2 separate regions of the Bicyclus anynana genome follow, and region 1 is linked to region 2. Evidence: chromatin contacts called from public Hi-C data. All regions are on one chromosome and are shown on one strand. The core of a region is the stretch at or near the end of the contact, and the rest is flanking DNA. Distances in the headings are between cores, read along the strand shown. Region 1 holds the start of LOC112058625 (titin homolog). Region 2 overlaps LOC112058625 (titin homolog).

Region 1 (5,026 bases), core at 1,816-4,315, 58 kb before region 2:
TAGTAATAGACCAAAAATTTTTGTATTTTAAGTAAAATAGGTAATATTATCTTGAACGAATGAATGAAATATACTTTCATAAACTTTTTGTATACCAAAACGAATTACAACGAACGAACAAGCAAGAAATTAACTTAAAAACTAATGTACTATTAGCGGCCTTATCGCTAATGAGCGATCTCTTCCAGACAACTAATCGAAAAAGAAAAAATAAATACAAGGAATAATGACGAAATAACTTAAAATTTAAATGCATGTAGTCTTGCTCTTAAGAAGAACTTCACTAGTATAGGCACAATATGTCTTTGTCTAGGAGATTAATTACTGTATATTAAACGTTATCACACTAAAAATTATCCATACCAATATTATAAAGCTAAAGAGTTTGTTTGTTTGCTTGCAAATCTCAGGAACTACTGGTCCGATTTAAAAAATTCTTTCAGCGTTAGATAGCTCATTTATCGAGGATAGGTTAGATAGCCCATATATTACCCGCTATTCCTAAGTGAAAGGGAACCACGTGGGTGAGACCGCGCGGCGTCAGCTAGTATCAGATAAATAGCCGACGCCCCGCGGTTTCACCCGCGTAATTCCCATTCCCACAAGAATTTGGGAATAACACATAGTCTATGACACTCACAAATAACGTGACATTCTAATTGTAAAAGTATTTTTAAAATCGGTTTAGTAGATCCAGAGCTTACCCCCTAACAAATACCAGAAACTACTAACTTTATCTCTTTATAATATTAGTATAGACATAGCAGGTGCTATTTACTTCACGTATTTGGTGACCTCCAGAAATCGACCATTCCTATCTTCCGATACTTTTTATATTATTATGAAAATTACCTTCCAAGGTGAAGCATCTCGTGTAAATAGCCCAATGGAGGACAATGGCTTCGCGTGATGATCTGAATTAGAGCGTAACCTATAGCTGCCCTACTGTCTCAACGGACGACTGCGCCGGAGGATTTCTAGGAGATATAGGTTTCTGTGTGAGCTTGCACTCGCGTGTGAACTTTCATTCGCCACGTTGTATCATAACAATTCAATAATGGATTTTAGGTGAATTTTGTACTTAACTTCTTAGGTTGACATTGTTAAACATTTTCCTTTTAGCGCAGGTCAAAAACAACAACCGCTTACCTAAAGCTGGGACATACTGGGTCCTATGTATGTAAACTAAATATATATATGTACCCAAACTGAATAGTAATGTGGAGTGTATGTACCTAAACTAAATAGTAATGTGGATTGAAAATTTACTTAAGACCAATCCATTCAAAAAAATTATCTCGTAAAATATTTCCAACCACTTCTTATCATATAATATGAAACTAATGACAAACACTTGTAAAACATTAGATATAATCAATACAAATGTAAATTATAGCATATCATAATATATCAGATACATATTTTCCATTTTGGAGGCATTTTATCCGAACATATTTGAAAAATTCTCCGCAACTTAGTCAATGTGAAGTCATTTTTTAACACGCAAAAGTAACATTCCAAATTTATCACAACAAAGAAACTTACAACGGGCAACGCAAAACCACCCACAGTATACTGTAAACTACGCAAAACCGTTACAAAACCTTAGGGGTCCACCGTTCGTGTATCGTTGGGGATCGTAATCAAGCAGTTCCGAGTATTCCCTTGATAACGACTAAGCTTACCTGCGCTTTGCCCTCGTATTAACCGACCGAGTTGAGAAACTTTCGCGAAATATTCTTTGAGACGCTTGAACGATGAATTATTTATAGTTTGCCAACTTGTAATTGCTGTTTGTTGAGTATTATAGTTATTGATTTTTGCTCCATCATGTTTGTTATTGATCGGTAAATAAGATCTTCACTGGACTGTGTAAAGATGTTTTTAACATAAGGGCAAAAAACCTAACAAGTTCACCTCGTAGCTTTGAAGATAGAAGATTTTTTGCCTCATGCGAAAGCCATATAAGGATTCTGCAAACTAGAAATATCTTTTCGATTTGGATATCCACCGATTTAATAGATCTGTTCTTTTCGAAACGTATATCGTACAAGGGTAAACTGTCAGTTTCGATAGGTACTGTAAATGATCGAACTTTTTGTCAAATCAAACGTCTTTGTCAAACAATTTGATCGTCTGCTGCTTTATTTTATGCGCAAACATATTTTAATAGTTAACGCGATGCTTTACGATACGAATTAATATAACCGTCTGCTTGATTGTTCTTCAATTTACACAGATTATTTCAGCCTATATCGGAAGCACTAATAGGTCATTATTAAGTATTATTTAAAGGAAAGTACTAACTGTAACGAGCAGTGAACATTCAACAGCCAAGTGTCCTTGATGAAATAAAATAGATTGTGGATTCATATTAGTTTCAATGACTTTAGTGTCACTATGATTCTAAAAATTATACATCGTAAAAATTATTGAATAAAGCCACAATAAAGATATAAAAACTAATAGGTTTTAAAACCTAGACGAACAATTAATTTTATAATTAAAATAAAAGCAATATCATTTTTTATTGCTGACACTACTAAAGTGTTGGGATTTAAAATAAGAATCTGATGTAAACGTTTTTTTTTTCAAAATACTCATATCAATATTCTTACGAGTAGGTATATATTATGTTATTTATGTAAGGGTAGAGTAGCTATATCAAAATATTGTTTTTTTCTGACTCTCAAACTCGAAAATCAGTGCAACCGACTTTGATTTTTTTGCACTCATTGGTTTGTAAACATGAAAACCTAAAGAAAAGTGAATCAAAAAAACAAATTGAAAAGTGATTATTTATAATTTTGTATGGGACCGTTCATCTTGTATAATACGAAGTTCACCAGGACAGCGATTAAACCAATTGAGCCTTAGTAAAATAAAGTACAAAACAATAGATTAACGAATAAATGCCTACCGATGACTTCACTACACAAGATAGGTAATTACGATAAATCGTAAACAAAAAAGTACAACAAACCCTCACGTACGAACTCAAAGTTGGTAAAAAGGTTTATACCTTGATGACGCAAAGAACCTTCCGAACTTGGCAGGTTTATCGCAGCGGTGAGCGCACGGACCGGGCACCACTCGCGCGCGTACCGCGGACCAAGCCGCTTCGAATTTCGAACGTTACAAACGTCAACGCCATTTTTTTTTTTAAAAGTGCCAGTGCATTTTGAACTGAGGATTTTGTGACAGTACTGTGTTTTACAAAACAGGTTAGTTCATATATATTTTTATGGCCTTTTTATATCTTTTATATTACCTACATCGTTTCGTGTTTGAGATTTGCATGATAAAGGACCTTAAACGGTTTCTTAAGTTGCATTTATATGAGCTTTAAGGCTTTAAAATTCCAATCCTGCGCCGATAAAGTGTTAACCTTTCTTTACTTTATTTTTAAAGGACTTCGTAAAACTGATAATTTTTTATTATATATTTTTTTTTACTTTCACAAATAACGTTGTGTTTTATAAATAACATTTATAGACTTTTACCATAGACTTTTATTACTAAATAATAAGGGATACATATTTTTAGCCGTAAGTTGATGTTCTAAATTGAAACGTCTTAGGAAAAGACATCAACGAGTTCTTGTAACCGAAATTATGAACAGCGCTCCTTCAAATGAAACGAAACGATTTTCAAATTTATTTACTTTATATTACATGCTTTGTATTTTAAGTCACTTTATTATATTATTTTCTAATAGTGGGTAGTTAAGGTTTACGTTGAAAACTTTTATATAGTCTAATAATATATAACATTAAAGCAATAGTTTATCGTTAAATGTATTGTAATTCTGAATTTGCAAGATATTTTCTAATAATATACATTCTTACGTGCCTATTTTGATTTGATTCTAGCAATTTGCATAACGATGATTACATCAAAATGTCAAATCGTTCGCATATGGCTATTACCTATTGTTGCATTTGGTTTCAACATTCGTAATAACCAATCACGAGACGTTATCATGTATTTTTAGTGTCTAAGTGTCTATGTGTGTATTAAATTAAGTGTTAATAACATCACATCACAGTAACATACATACGAAAGTTTGTGTAAATGTGTATGTTTGTTACTCCTTCTCGATTAGCAAGTACAAAACCGATTTGGCTAAAATTTCGAACGGAGACAGAATATACCCTAATAAATACATAGACTACTTTTCATCTTAGAAAATTCTATGCTTCCTGCGGGTTTTGTGAAAAACAGAATTTCGCGCAAACGTATTGGCGATTGTACTTTAGATATACTTTTCGTCTATCTAGGTACCTATACGCAAATTATTATTTTTGTACATTTTTCCTTAAAGTGGTGGTAAAAATATATAAAAACTCGATAACATATTGAAGTACGAGTAAAAACGACATCTTGCATTCATTCACAGACATCCTTTTATTCATACTACCAAGGCACTTAAAGAAAAATGTCCGTTGTACCTGCTTCTAAAATCGTTATACTTAATTGAATCTCAGTGTATTATTATTCATATAAACCCGTTTTATAGCTCATGTCAAGACAACGAATAAGTAGACGTATAGGTAGTAGGTAGATATTTATTAGAATTTCCATAACATTGTAGACTTCGCTTATAAAAAGTCCCATTCACTTATCTTAGTTCCGTATAAGATGACATTTGACTAGAGCGCGGTTCATAGACGAGTAAATCCTGCTATATTTAAATCTCTTGTAAAAAATGTTGGATTGCGACACAACAGATCAGAAGGGCTAGTCTGTTTTATGTTTTGTATAACTCGCAAGAGCGAGTCTCGAATTCACCTCTATTTTTCTCTTTCTATGGTATCATGTTGGACAGAAAGAGATAGAAGTGTATTTGAGACTTACACTGTCCAGTTGCAACAACATCGTTACGGAATAGACCTCCAGGATAAAGTTTGGCACAGAATGTTGCGCTTGACTACAACCATCCCTGGTCTGCGGTCTAATGTGCAATTAAAAAAAATTGAACCATCGTAACATATTGTGCTTTGACGGCCTCCATGGCGCAGTGGTA
Region 2 (5,013 bases), core at 1,203-3,702:
ACAATACTAGTGGCACTCCAGTCAATAATGTGTTTTGTATTTCTAGTCAGGCTATACTTAATTTTACATTTACTTAAGAAAAAACTAAGGGTCGTTTTCATCAACTTCTGACAAGCGTCAGATAGCTTGTTCAGTTTTATCTTTATCATTTAACATAAAGTAAGAATGCGTCAAAATTTATGTTTAGACTCTTATCAGAAGATGGTGAAACTGGCTCTATGTGCTCTTATTCTTCTTGATGTAGCGGCTTTGCAGGTCTTCAAGAGGTCTCTGTATCGCGTTGGCCGCTCCCGATCTATTGTGATCGCCACTGACTAGATTACCCCAATACTGGTTGCCGCCAGCAGTAATTAAAGGCTCTAAGTGTTGCTATTAAAAAAAAAAGAAAACAAGTTGCTTAATTTTACATTTGCGTAGACAGGCGCTATTATTGTGGTGTTCTTTCATCACCGCCTAAGGCCACAGTTAGCGAAATAAAATGAAAACTGTACTTCCTTGCCGAATGTTACAAACATGGAAACGTTAATGCAAATCCTAACAAGCGGCAAAATCTTTTGTAAACGGGATATTGTTCAAACTTCGGTCGTCGAAACCGAGACGTGACCAATGCATTTCGTGCCACGTTATACACAATAAATCGCGTACTGATAGATACTGATCATAATAGGAACCTGTTTCTTGTATGTTATTGTTGTGTTCGTACAGCAACTTACTGGATGTGATCGTGTAGGACATAATTCATAACGGCTCAGTTGCTATATATTTGATATCTACTGTATCAAACTATCTTGTTAAATCATTGCGTCTTCTAGTCATGAGATCATGGGTTATCACTGCCTGTTGAATGTTAAGTTGTCCTTTCGTTCAAGAAATTCTCAGTAACAGTTCAAATCCTCAATAGCACCTTGCTAAATATGTGGGACTCAACACCAAGATGTCTTAGAGATTAGATCGCCGTTGTACTTTTGTCATACCAACCGGTATTAACACAATATTTTCTTATTGGAGGGGAACAGGAATATTGGTCATGTTTTTTTTTAAAGAATATTTGTCATATCTTTTAATCATAACCAATATTCCCGTTCCCCTCCAAGAAGAAAACACTGTGTTAAGATTAGGGCTGGACTATTGTCGTACCTACGACAATAGTCCAGCGGATCGAACCACCACCTCTCGGTGATGAGTCCAGCCCTTTTATACACTTTTGAGGTTTGAAAAGAAACACAATCATCCGCCCACTTTAATATACTCGTCATACTAAAGAGGGCGGATAATTGTACCTCTGAGTATATATCAAAATATATTCTTTAAAAAAATGCACCTACCTATCCTTAGTGTAGAACATTATGAAGAAACAAAACATAAAACTTCAAATATAGAATCAGATATGACAAATTTCTTTAAAAAAATATATATCTCTACTTATTATCTATACACCCATCTTTTGCGTCGGAAATTAAAAAAGCAACAAAATATAATGACACCAAAACGTCTTCTTGAATAAGCAAAATTTAACTCTGCATTATCTTTTCTTTCCAGATGTCAGTCCGCCCCGAAAGTAATGGATAGCCACAGTAGATCGGCGTCCCCCAGGGAGCCAGCGCGGCCGCTGCATCGCCCGCCCTCCCCGCCCTCCTCCCCCCAGTCAGGCTTCGACAACAGAGCGTACCAGCACGACGAGTCAGACCCCAACCACAACGACAGCTTCACTTCCAATGGTCCACAACAAAACCATCAAAACGGGCACAGTAAAGAACCTAATGGTGACACCAAAACATTAGAAGCAGTCAACTTAGAACTGATTAATTTGACTCCTAAAAACGGGTCCAAGAAAAAGGATGTGGAGGTTGACATGAATGCTACAAACCCGTACGACGAATACTTCGTACCTGTCAACGAGCATCGGAAGTACATGAGGTATGTTATATTACAAACTACACACATTCTGGTGACAAATCATCAGTGCATTAAATCTTTAATTATCAAGAAAAATGTCTGAAGATACAAAGTATATTTTTACACCATCATAAATTATATTTTCTATATTAATATGTATTTACACCTTCATAAATTATATTTATGAAGGCATAAAAATATATTTACACCTGCCAGCTAACCCGGCGAACTTCGTAGCGCCATTTACATTAGAATTTATACTAGAATTTTTGCAACAGCAGCGTCAAGGATGATTTGAAAATACAATTTGTATCTTCAAACCATCCAGGAATAGATATCTATTGAATTATACACGCACACAAAATTTCATAATATCGAATAAATGTGTATCTTTCTGGTAATATAAAAAAATCGCTATAAACAACCGCTACAGTACATTTTGGCACAGTTAATACAATCAGTGCAATAAGCAATGATTCGAACTATCGGCGCGAGCCAGGCCGACTGATACAGATAGTTATCTATCAGCGATACTACATACCGTTCAAGAACCGGTGTGGCCACACAATAGAATTAAAACTCTGAATCTGTGTTAGTCACGGACCAACCTCCGTGGTGTTACTTTATACCTACTTGTAAGTTTCCTAGGAAAAACGTTTAAAATTCATATTAGAATTTGATTTTATTTCAAAGTAAAAATATTGTTTACTATAATATTATGTTTAACCAAATTCTGATTACAATTTAATTGAATAAACGCAAAGTAAACATCACAAAACATTTGTAAAACTTTACATTTTGGCCCCCTTTCAAACATATTTATAATCAATATACATGTATTTTTATTTGTGTTAATTACGTAAATTAACACATTCAATTTAAGATTTTTTATCTTTTATTTAATGTATTAATTGTAATGGGACTACTTTTTTGGTTTGTTCAAAGCTCTTTTCAAAACAAGAGGCTAAAGGCTAGGCTTCTAAACCTTTTATTTTTATTTTACGACTTTAACGGTTTTTAGATAAATGTAAATTAGTATTCACAAACTTGGAGTCTGTATTGAGTTAATTTAATGAAAATTTTCATGACCTGCTTTTTCTTAAAATCTGCAATGACTTAAGATCTACAAGCAAATATGTCACAAGCAAAAAGCATTCAGTGTACACAAATTGAAATTCGCGTCACTCCAAACGGCTCGCAAACCCACCTCGCTAGAATGTGGTTTATTACATAACCGCGCTCAACCAACTGTAATATTTATTGTGTCGCGTGAACAGACAACTCGATAATCAAATTATATAGATAGCGAACTGAGGAAAACATTAACTAATCGCTTAGTTTAATTTGTAACAGCTTTATTAAGTTTCGTTGCAATTTGCACACACTTTCTAGTCATTAATCATTAACAACCAATATTCGACTCACTGTTGAGTACGAGCCTCCTCGAGATAAGAGGATACCTCATACCTACTACTATACTCCTAGCTATATTAGATCTGCTTTATTGGTTCTGCTATATAACAGTAGTTGTTTTGTTTTCTTCTTGTCGAATTACTTCAGGAACATTTTCGATTGGCTGTATTTTGTCCAGCAGTTCTATCCTAAGTATTAACAACTAGTGACTAGATTAATGAAGCAGCTATACATAATTTATAACTACGAGATTAAGAGCAAAATGTAAACTAAATTGCCAAAATATTATTGCATCACACTTGATCTCTTTCTCTAACCTTGTGTTGAAGATTTACTACAAAAGTTCACCATTGTAACATAGGTTATATTTAGAAGTAGGTTTATTGGTGAATAATATTACATAACACGTTCCATGTATACATATGTATGTAAATAAACCAGTTCCAATCACCTATAAATTTCTACTTTAATAATTCATATGTCAAATAGTCACCTGAGAAACCGCAGAGGCAACCTCTTCGTTCGACCTCGTTCTAATAAAGAGTGTATTAGTAGATACTCGTATACAGGATGATTTCTGCAATTATCGCAATATCACATGGTAACAGACAAAATTATTATAAGGATTTTTCAGTAGCGAATAGTTTTTTACAAATAAAATTAGCGAACAATGAATTTTTTGTAGCCACTTTCAGAAATATCTTTAATTTTTTCACGAATAATAAAAATATGTTAAACTAGCTGGCGCCGCGCGGTTAAATGGGGATAAATTATAGCCTATAGGCTTCCTCGATAAATGGGCTATCTAACACTGAAAGAATTTTTTAAATCGGACCTTGAGATTAGCGCGTTCAATCAAACAAACAAACAAACTCTTCAGCTTTATAATATTAGTATAGATATGTAAAAGAAAATATGTTAATAAAAATATGTAAAAGAAAATATGTTAATACACAATTATGCATTTTGCGTCTTAATAAAACTCTTACCTGCAAAGTTTTTGTAATATCATATACATGCTGACATGATGTTTCTTCTTCTTTCTTTAACATTTAAGTTTGGCTTTATTTTGCAAAAGGTTTGGTGTCATTAATGTTAAAGTTACTGATATGATATGTATGAAAGAGAATCTGTAAAATCCATTTACTAATGCTAGAACAATACGTGTTTTTATTTTAGGTTATAAAATTCACCATTCATATAAATATTATTCAGTAATCAATTCACATTTTTATAAATATAATTATTGAGTGAAATATATTTTTTTTTTGCTATAAAGTAAAATATATCCAAAAAAACACTCTGTATACAAAAGTTACTTAACACACCCGCTGACCTTGCCTGTTATATCAAAGCACGTTGTCACCCGCGCTTTGCGTTTAGGAATCCACAAATGGACGAAGCTTGTTGTGAATTTTAAAATTCGAACGTTGTTTGAAGTGTTTTGCCATTATAGCTAGGCGCCAGCGGAACACGACAGGATTTTAAAGTTCCTAAATAGTCTTGAACATCTATAGTTGGCCAAAGACAAAACTTAAACGCTCTTTTAGAAAACCTACAAGAAATTATGGTTCACTAAAGTTTAATTATATTTTCTAACATAGTTTATCCTATGTAACTAGCCTGTTTCTTGGTAACTCAGTAATTATTATTTTTTTAAACAAATTAACTTAAGTGGGGTCAAGTAGACTATTAAGGAGCTAC

What was found. Hi-C and Micro-C count contacts between places; a contact is called where the count stands out from the background.
Region 1: a contact with region 2 is called in a Hi-C map of whole body, with 1.8 times the contacts expected there. The contact joins the promoter of LOC112058625 here to the enhancer-like site in region 2. A contact is called at or near these places in 2 of 2 Hi-C or Micro-C datasets (whole body and whole larva).

The regions. Positions count from the first base shown.
Region 1 is chr4:4,188,930-4,193,955 of ilBicAnyn1.1, reverse strand. LOC112058625 (titin homolog) reads left to right here and starts at 3,065. Exons shown (of 7, transcript XM_024099545.2): 1 at 3,065-3,224.
Region 2 is chr4:4,130,665-4,135,677 of ilBicAnyn1.1, reverse strand. It overlaps LOC112058625 (titin homolog), which reads left to right. Exons shown (of 7, transcript XM_024099545.2): 3 at 1,540-1,917. The coding sequence starts at 1,562. Among protein-coding and RNA genes, the nearest start is that of LOC112058619, 24 kb to the right of the region's middle. Within about 2 kb of position 2,452, at least 3 of the 8 cell types and tissues checked have open chromatin away from gene starts, as enhancers often do.